Linked DNA regions of Sus scrofa: region 2 is linked to region 1. The links are chromatin contacts, called in public HiChIP or PLAC-seq maps. All regions are on one chromosome and are shown on one strand. Each heading gives the region's core, a stretch centred on a gene start, on an enhancer-like site or on the middle of the called end of the contact. The rest is flanking DNA. Distances are from core to core; before and after follow the strand shown.

What was found. HiChIP or PLAC-seq counts read pairs in DNA pulled down with a chosen protein or histone mark.
Region 2: an H3K27ac HiChIP or PLAC-seq map of alveolar macrophages shows a contact between it and region 1. The contact joins the promoter of ZSWIM4 here to the promoter of GIPC1 in region 1. A contact is called at or near these places in 1 of 47 Hi-C or Micro-C datasets (heart right ventricle) and 1 of 2 datasets of contacts at active chromatin or transcription factors (alveolar macrophages).

What each region holds. Positions count from the first base shown.
Region 1 is chr2:64,778,344-64,782,207 of Sscrofa11.1, reverse strand. It overlaps GIPC1 (PDZ domain-containing protein GIPC1), which reads right to left and starts at 1,761. Exons shown (of 9, transcript XM_021083696.1): 1 at 1,651-1,761.
Region 2 is chr2:65,334,582-65,338,455 of Sscrofa11.1, reverse strand. ZSWIM4 (zinc finger SWIM domain-containing protein 4) reads left to right here and starts at 1,491. Exons shown (of 14, transcript XM_005661247.3): 1 at 1,491-3,277. The coding sequence starts at 3,125.

The DNA.
Region 1 (3,864 bases), core at 512-3,011:
GAAAGAAGCAACAGCACCTTCCATGAGGTGTTTAGATTCAATGGTAAATATGGCATGGTAAATAGCTGACACGGAAGTGCTCAATAAATGCTAGCCGGGTTATTTATTTTCATTATTTTTATCGGGACCTCGGTCCTCCCCAAGCCTCCTTAGGCCCAGGAAGATTGAGAAAGGCCAGCTGTGGAGAGTTGCCCAGGCAGGGCTCAGAAATACCGATCCCGCTCCTGTCCCCTCTGGGACGGGAACTGTCCAGAGTGCAGGGAGGTGGGATGCGGCTGGAGAGCCCATCCCGGCGGCGGGAGGCATTTACTCCTTCCTCCGGCAGGAAGGCAGGCGGCCCGCTGGGGAGGGGCCTCCGGCACCCCCTGGCTTAGTCTAGACCTCCAGCCTCGTTCCATAGGGCCGGCCCTACCTCGTAGGACCTGCCAGATCCCCGTGGATCTGCGATCCCACGGATCCGCGCTAGGGTCCCTCGAGCCGCCGCGATGCGCACCGCCCGCAGGGGACACTCACCTGCATTGCCGCCTCCCAGCGCGCGCCCTGCTTGGCCCTCGGCAAACTCTGGCCCGGGCCTCTCCAGCAGCACAGCCAGGGGGCGGGGCCTGTGCCCGCGTCCGGCCAATCAGGAGCGGCCGCTCGGCGTTCGCGGCCAATCGGCTCCACGCCCCCCGCTCCGGGTGGAACCGAAGGAAACATTCCAGAGGGATCCCTGAGCCTCGCCCGGCTCTTCACGACACCTCCCCCGCGCCACGGAGCATTGGATCTTCCCGCCCCTCCTAAGCCGCGGCGGGCTGTACCACCGCAAGGCTGCGGAGGGGGGAGCTGCGGCTGGGCCCCGGCCAATCTCAGAGAAGGAAGGAGGCCAGTGGCCAATGGAAAGCTGGGACTCCTGGACCACGTGCTGTTCGCTGAGTGTCCGGGTGGGGTGCTGTGGCTGGTAAGAAGCTGGGGGCTAGTCTTGGGAGTCAGGAGACCGAGACTGAGTTTCGCAGAGAGGATGAAAACTGCCGAAGTCCAGAAAACGGACCCGCTAGGAAATCCGGGAGGGAGCCAAGGGCAGCTTCAGATCCAGTCCTCCGCCCGGCCTGCCCCTGCCCCTGCGTGGCCATCCTCGGGGTGGATAAAAACACGCATTCATTCCGAGCGGGCAGGCGGGAGACTGAGATGAATAGGGAGGGTCCCGAGTGTCCCTGCATCTTGGATGGACAATGGACAAGGGCATTCATTCATTCATCCACTTATCAAATATTTAATGTGCCCCTGGTCCGTGCCAGTCTCTGTCCTATCTCTACAGACACACTGATGAGTAAGCTGAAAGAATGTGCTCCTGGTAGAAGGAACAGCGCGTGCAAAGACTTAGAGGGCGGACAGAAAGATACAGCACGCTTTAGGAGAGTACAGTACTGTAGGAGCTAGCAAAGCAGGGTGAAAGGGCAAGATGCCCTGTTCGCTCGTTGGTTGACCAGCGAATATTTATTGAGCACATACTATGTGCTGGATTACAAAGGGATACCCAGCCAACCCAAGCCTCTGTCCTCAGTTTCTTACATCTGACTGTTCTCCGCCTCCCTACCCCCACCTCCAGCCCCAGACTGGCACAGAGCAGGGTCTCCGTACATATGTGTAGGTAAAAGAACTGGGTAATCTCACCATCTCCAGGTTTGGCTTGTAACCAGGATTTCTCAGGCAGGAGCAGGTCCAAGAAACAAAGATACCAACACAACTTGCCCAGGCCAGGAAGCTCAGTTCCCAGGACAGGTGAGATTCCCTTGTTCCAGGAACAAGCCAGCCACTCAGGCAGCTGGGGCTGGACCGTAGTTCACTGTGTGTTCTGGGAATTGTAGTTCTTGGAGACCTAACTTCTCAACCCTCATTGAACGATTGGCTCTTTGCAGTTCCCTGGATGAGATGCTGAGCGTTCCAGCCCTGCTAGGGCCTGCAGAAGGACAAAGTAAAAAGGGAGCTTGAGCCCTGGACTTAGCTGCTGAGGTCTGCCCAGGCAGCCCCACCCAGCTGGCAAATACCGAGACTGCAGAGGCAACAGGGACAGCTAATGTCCTTCTCTTCCTGTTCTGCTGACCTCTGCCACGCCCACTGAGCGATCAGTTGCCTCTGGCTAGGCCTGTGCCCTCTCTGGGACTGTGTCCACTGCCCTGCTTATGCCTGGCATCTAAGCTGCTTCCTAAACACCTGGAGAGGACAGTATGTGGGCTGTGGGCACAGCAGAGTCCTGAGCGGAATCCACATGATTCTACCTGTTGATGAAGAAGTGCCCAGGGAGGGGTGAGGGCAGGGGCACAGAGCAACACGGGGCATCTCCTTCCTACTTTGTGGGACTTCAAAGTTTCTCCAAGGAAATAAAATTCAAAAAGCCTCCAGCCAAGATAAGAATTACCAAACCCTTATCATCCCACCTGTCTCACTGTAACTGTTACAATGTTCGTAAGGACCTCCCCACCCCAGCAACTTGGCCTACTTCTTGCTCCCTACTAGGAAAGGTATGTGGCCCACTCCTCACCTCTTCCCCTTGATCAACCTGGCCTACTCCTTCCTGCCCCCCACTAGAAAAGGTATGTAGCCCACTCCTTACCCCACCCCTTTAGGGGCAACATATGGCCCCAAACTACCAGCAGGTGTATCCAAAGACCCTGTCTTTCCCCAACCAACCAGCAAGTGTATCAGAAGACCTCATTCTTCTCCAACCAATCACTAGGTCCTCAGGTGTATGGCAAGACCGCTTCTTTGTCTTTGGGCTATAAAAACAGACACAACCATGCCCCCAGGGTCTGCTCTCCCTGAATATCAGGAAGTCGACCTGATGTGTTAACAGTGTCTCTTGCTTCAATATACTTGTCTTTTCTACACCTTGCTTTAAATTTAGAAAATTACTTTTCCACCCACGTGCAGAGACCACAACATACTTGATTTTATAGCTCAAGAAGCTAGGAGGCTCAGTGGGTGAGGAGGTCAGATTTGAGTGCTACCTCTGCCCCTTTTAGGGGGTGGGGGTGGGGAAATAATTCTGGAATGCCAACTAAGACATGAAAAAGCAAATGCTGTGTTTGAAAAAAATCACCATTTTGCAACAAACAGAGGAATGATTGATTCAGGCAATGCTTGTCGATGGAGAAGTGGGTATTCAGTCTCAAAGGACCAGCCCACAGATTACTTGTTAATTTCAGTGGCAAAAAGGTACCTTGGAAAAACACAGTGGAGAAACCTGAGAGTCACCACCTTAAGGAGTGATCAAAGTTAACATCATTGCTGATGAAACTCACTATGTCCAGTGCTGCGGTGTATTACTGAGGACACAAGATCACCTTCGAAGAACTTGGTCCTGCCCAAGGTGTTTAACCTGAATCTAATCACCAGAAAAAAACCAGACATATCCTGATTGAGGGACATTCTTTAAAAACAAAACCAAGGAGTTCCCGTCGTGGCGCAGTGGTTAACAAATCCGACTGGGAACCATGAGGTTGTGGGTTCGGTCCCTGCCCTTGCTCAGTGGGTTAATGATCCGGCGTTGCCCTGAGCTGTGGTGTAGGTTGCAGACGCGGCTCGGATCCCGCGTTGCTGTGCCTCTGGCGTAGGCCGGTGGCTACAGCTCTGATTCAACCCCTAGCCTGGGAACCTCCATATATCTCGGGAGCGGCCCAAGAAATAGCAACAACAACAACAACAAAACAACAACAACAAAAGGACAAAAAGTCAAAAAACAAACAAACAAAAAAAAAACAAAACCAAGATCAAACAGATCTATGTCATGGAAAGGCAAAATCAATCCATTAATCCAACAGGATTGGCAACATCTCTGCAGCACCAGGATGAAGTTTCGATACCCAGTCTGGCACAGTGAGTTAAATG
Region 2 (3,874 bases), core at 242-2,741, 560 kb before region 1:
TCTCTGGACCTCATTCCCCTCCTCTGTAAAATCTGGGGCTCTGAATAGAATCTTGGTATTTCCCAAACTTCACATTTGATCCCCAGCCAAGGTGACAAGACCAGCCTGCCCACCAGGGCTTGAATGCCGGCCCTACCCTCTCCTGCCCCGGACCTTGGTAAAGTCATCTGACTTTTCTGTGCCTCAGTTTTCTCATCCATGATATGAGGATGATGACAATATTAGTATCTACTGTTAGAGAATAAAAGAAAACAGCCTCACTATGTGATGATCCATTCTCTGTTTCTCCTAAACACCCTCTGTTCCACCAGCCTGGAGTGCCTTCTCTGCTTCACCATTTCAGGACACCCACTGAAGCATCCTCAGGGATAAGGACCAGGCACATACTAGATGCTCAAGGAGCCCACCTGGAAAAGCCAGACCCTGGGTCCTGTTTGCCAGAGAAACACCTGCAAGACTTGTTTTGCTGAAATTCTCCCTCCACCCATCCCTCCTTCCCCATAAGTTTATCTTTGCTTCAAATCCTTGCAAGAAAGGCACACTCTAGGGAGTTCCTGTTGTGGCTCAGCTGGTTAAGAACCTGACTAGTATCCATGAGGATGAGGGTTCCATCTCTGGCCTCACTCAGTGGGTTAAGGATCCTGCGTTGCTGCAAGCTGGTGTGTAGTTTGCAAATGCAGCTCAGATCCTGGCTCGTGTTGCTGTGGCTGTAGTGTAGGTCCTCAGCTGCCGCTGCTCCAATTCAACCCCTAACAGGAACTTCCACATGCCGCAGATGTGGCCCTAAAAAACAAAGAAAGAAAAGTAAAGAAAGGACAAGTTCTAATAGGTCTCAAGTTTCCCAGTCTGGGTGAGCTTAGGCAAAGACTCCACCTCTCTAAGCCTCAGTTTCCTCATCTGAGAAATGGAGACAACCATCCCCATTTTTCTTTCTTTCTCTTTGTCTTTTCTAGGGCTGCACCCGCGACATATGGAGGTTCTCTATGGCCTCCAAGAGCTCCGTCTAATCAGAGCTGTTGCCACCGGCCGACGCCACAGTCACAGCAACACCAGATCCCAGCTGCATCTTCGACCTACACACAGCTCACAGCAACACCGGATCCTTAACCCACTGAGCAAGGCCAGGGATCGAACCAGAAACCTCATGTCTCCTAGTTGGATTTGTTTCCGCTGTGCCACAATGGGAACTCCCAAAATAAAAATTCTTTTTTTTTTTTTTTTTTTTTTTTTTTTGCCTTTTTGCTATTTCTTTGGGCCGCTCTCACGGCATAAGGAGGTTCCCAGGCTAGGGGTCAAATCGGAGCTGTAGCCACTGGCCTACGCCAGAGCCACAGCAACACGGGATCCGAGGCCCCTCTGCAACCTATACCACAGCTCGCGGCAACGCCGGATCGTTAACCCACTGAGCAAGGGCAGGGACCGAACCTGCAACCTCATGGTTCCTAGTCGGATTCGTTAACCACTGCGCCACGACGGGAACTCCAAAAAATAAAAATTCTTAATGAGATATTTTGCCTTCTTTTGTGCCTACTATGTCTCCAAAATCCAATGTGTTTTACATTTATAGCAGAGCCCAATTCAGGTCAGCCCCATTTCAAGGACTCAAAGACCACTTGTAGCCAGTGGTGACCATACTGGACAGTGCAGGTGGGAGGGAGTTGGGAACTGGCCAGAAAGTGCAGCTGTGAAACTGGAAATTCCTGGAAGGAAAAAGCCAGATTTTCCATATGGGGTGGGGCAGGGGGTGGCAATCAGGCCACTTGAGTTTTTCCTGCTCTGTAGACATTTCAGTGGAATGGGAGCAAAGCTGGAGTTGGTTCAGTCAATAATTTATATATAGATTGACTGCTCTATGGCCGGAGCTGATCAGGTGATAGCGGTAAAGCAGTGCACCAGTTAGACAAACTACGGCATCTTGAAGCTCACCATGGAGAGGGGAGAGACAGAAAATAAACAACTTCTAAAATAAAGAAAAATAACGGTAATGGAGAGAAGAGTGGCAAGGAAACTTTGGGTTCTCTAAGGACCTGGAGAGGGAGAACTGTAGGGGGAGTGCGCTGGGGATAAGGTATGATGACCACCACCCATGTCATGGTCAGAGATATGACCCAGACAAGGTGAATCAGAAAAAAGCAATTAGAAGTGGTCAGCTTTGACATTTATTACGTTAAACCTAATGAAAATGCCATTTAGTGTATCAAAAATGATTGAAAAATCAGTAATTTCATATGACTCAACGTAATATTTAGGGCAAAGAATGGATTGGGGATTCTTAACTTGGGGCTCAAGGACGGGCTTGAATTGGGCTCTATTTCTAGAGAAGGGATCTATGGCCTCCAAGAGCTCCGCCAAAGGGCATGTGATCCCTCAAGTCTCGCAAAGCCTCAAAACTTGACCTGGCGCCCAGAGAGCCTGAGTTTTTAACCTCACACAGTCCAGGGGGAGGAGGGGCTGAGCCGCTGTCCCGGGGATCCCGCCGCTCTGTCTCGCTCCCGGGCCGAGCCGTGTTGATTGTCCCCTCGCGGGGCCCGGAAGCGACCCTCAGTAAACAAAGCCGTGTGTGGGCTCAGCCCCAGCTGCCCGGGGAGCGCTGTCCAGCCCCGGGGGGGCGGGGAAAGAATGTTGTGAATGAACCCAGGACCCGCCCCGAAACTCCGCTTCAGGCCGGCCCTGCAGGGGGTCCTCCCACTGTGATTGGTCTTCGGTGCCCGGTGATTGACAGCGCCGCTCGCTGAGCGCTCTGAATGGGTTGTTCCGAAAAGACAGGCAGCTCATGAAACGAATGATGAGCGAGGAGTTGGAGACGGGTATGGAGGTGCAGCCAATGGTGGATGAGAGCCTCGGAGGCCGAAGGGAGTGCCAATGGGGACTGGCGACGGAGGCGGGACGATGGCGGAGCATAAAGCGGCGGCCGAGGCAGCTTCATTGTTGTGAAGAGTCTTAAAGGGGCCGCAGCACCCCGCCGGCCCGGTGCGGGGGCGGGGGTGGGTGCGGCGGGAGTCCGGGGTCAGCAGAGCGCGGACGAAGGACAAGAAGAGAGGCAGGGGTCGCGGGAGCGGGCGAAGAGGAGCAAGCATCAGACCGACCCCCTCGAACAGGCCCCGCCCCGGCCCGGCCCGGCCGGATGGACCCCCCAGCGGCCAAGCGGAGCCGGGGCTGCCCCGCAGGACCGGAGGAGCGCAACGCCGGGGTCGCGACCGTGCGCGGCCGGGGCCGACCCGAGGCGCTGCTGGACCTCAGCGCCAAGCGAGTAGCCGAGAGTTGGGCCTTCGAGCAGGTGACTGAGGAGGGGGGTGGGGAGGGACCCAGAAACCCACCCCCAGCCTCTTCTACGACGTGCCTTCTCTCCCTCTCCAGACCCCAGACTCCGGACCTGCCCCCATCGCAGACACCCCCAGAGATCGCCAAGATCCTTAACCCTGATCCCAAGACACCCCCTCATCCTCCCATTTCATTCCTTCAAACTCTATGACCCACTCCCATCCCTTCCCCCACAGCCCTGCCCTTCAGCCCACAAGACCCAGTGGTGCCCTCAGTGCGCTGATCCCATCCGGGGACAGTTTCTCTCCTCCTCTCACAAGCTTAGTGGTCGTCTCATAAGCCTGAGTATCTCTCTTTTCCCAGCTCAATTCAATTAGGGCACCGCATTCAATCCTCGTTCTTCTCTCCAACTGCTACACCTCCACCACCAACCCCATTTGTGAACAGACCAGATCTCAATCCCTAGAGACTCCAGATCTCTGTCCTACACCCCCAGTAGAGAACTCCCTCATTTATATGGATCTCATCCTCAAGATACTCCTATCTGTCCCCATCCCTGCCTTCAACCTCCATGACCCCCCTGTCCCATGGAGACCCCCTTCTCTTGCAGAAC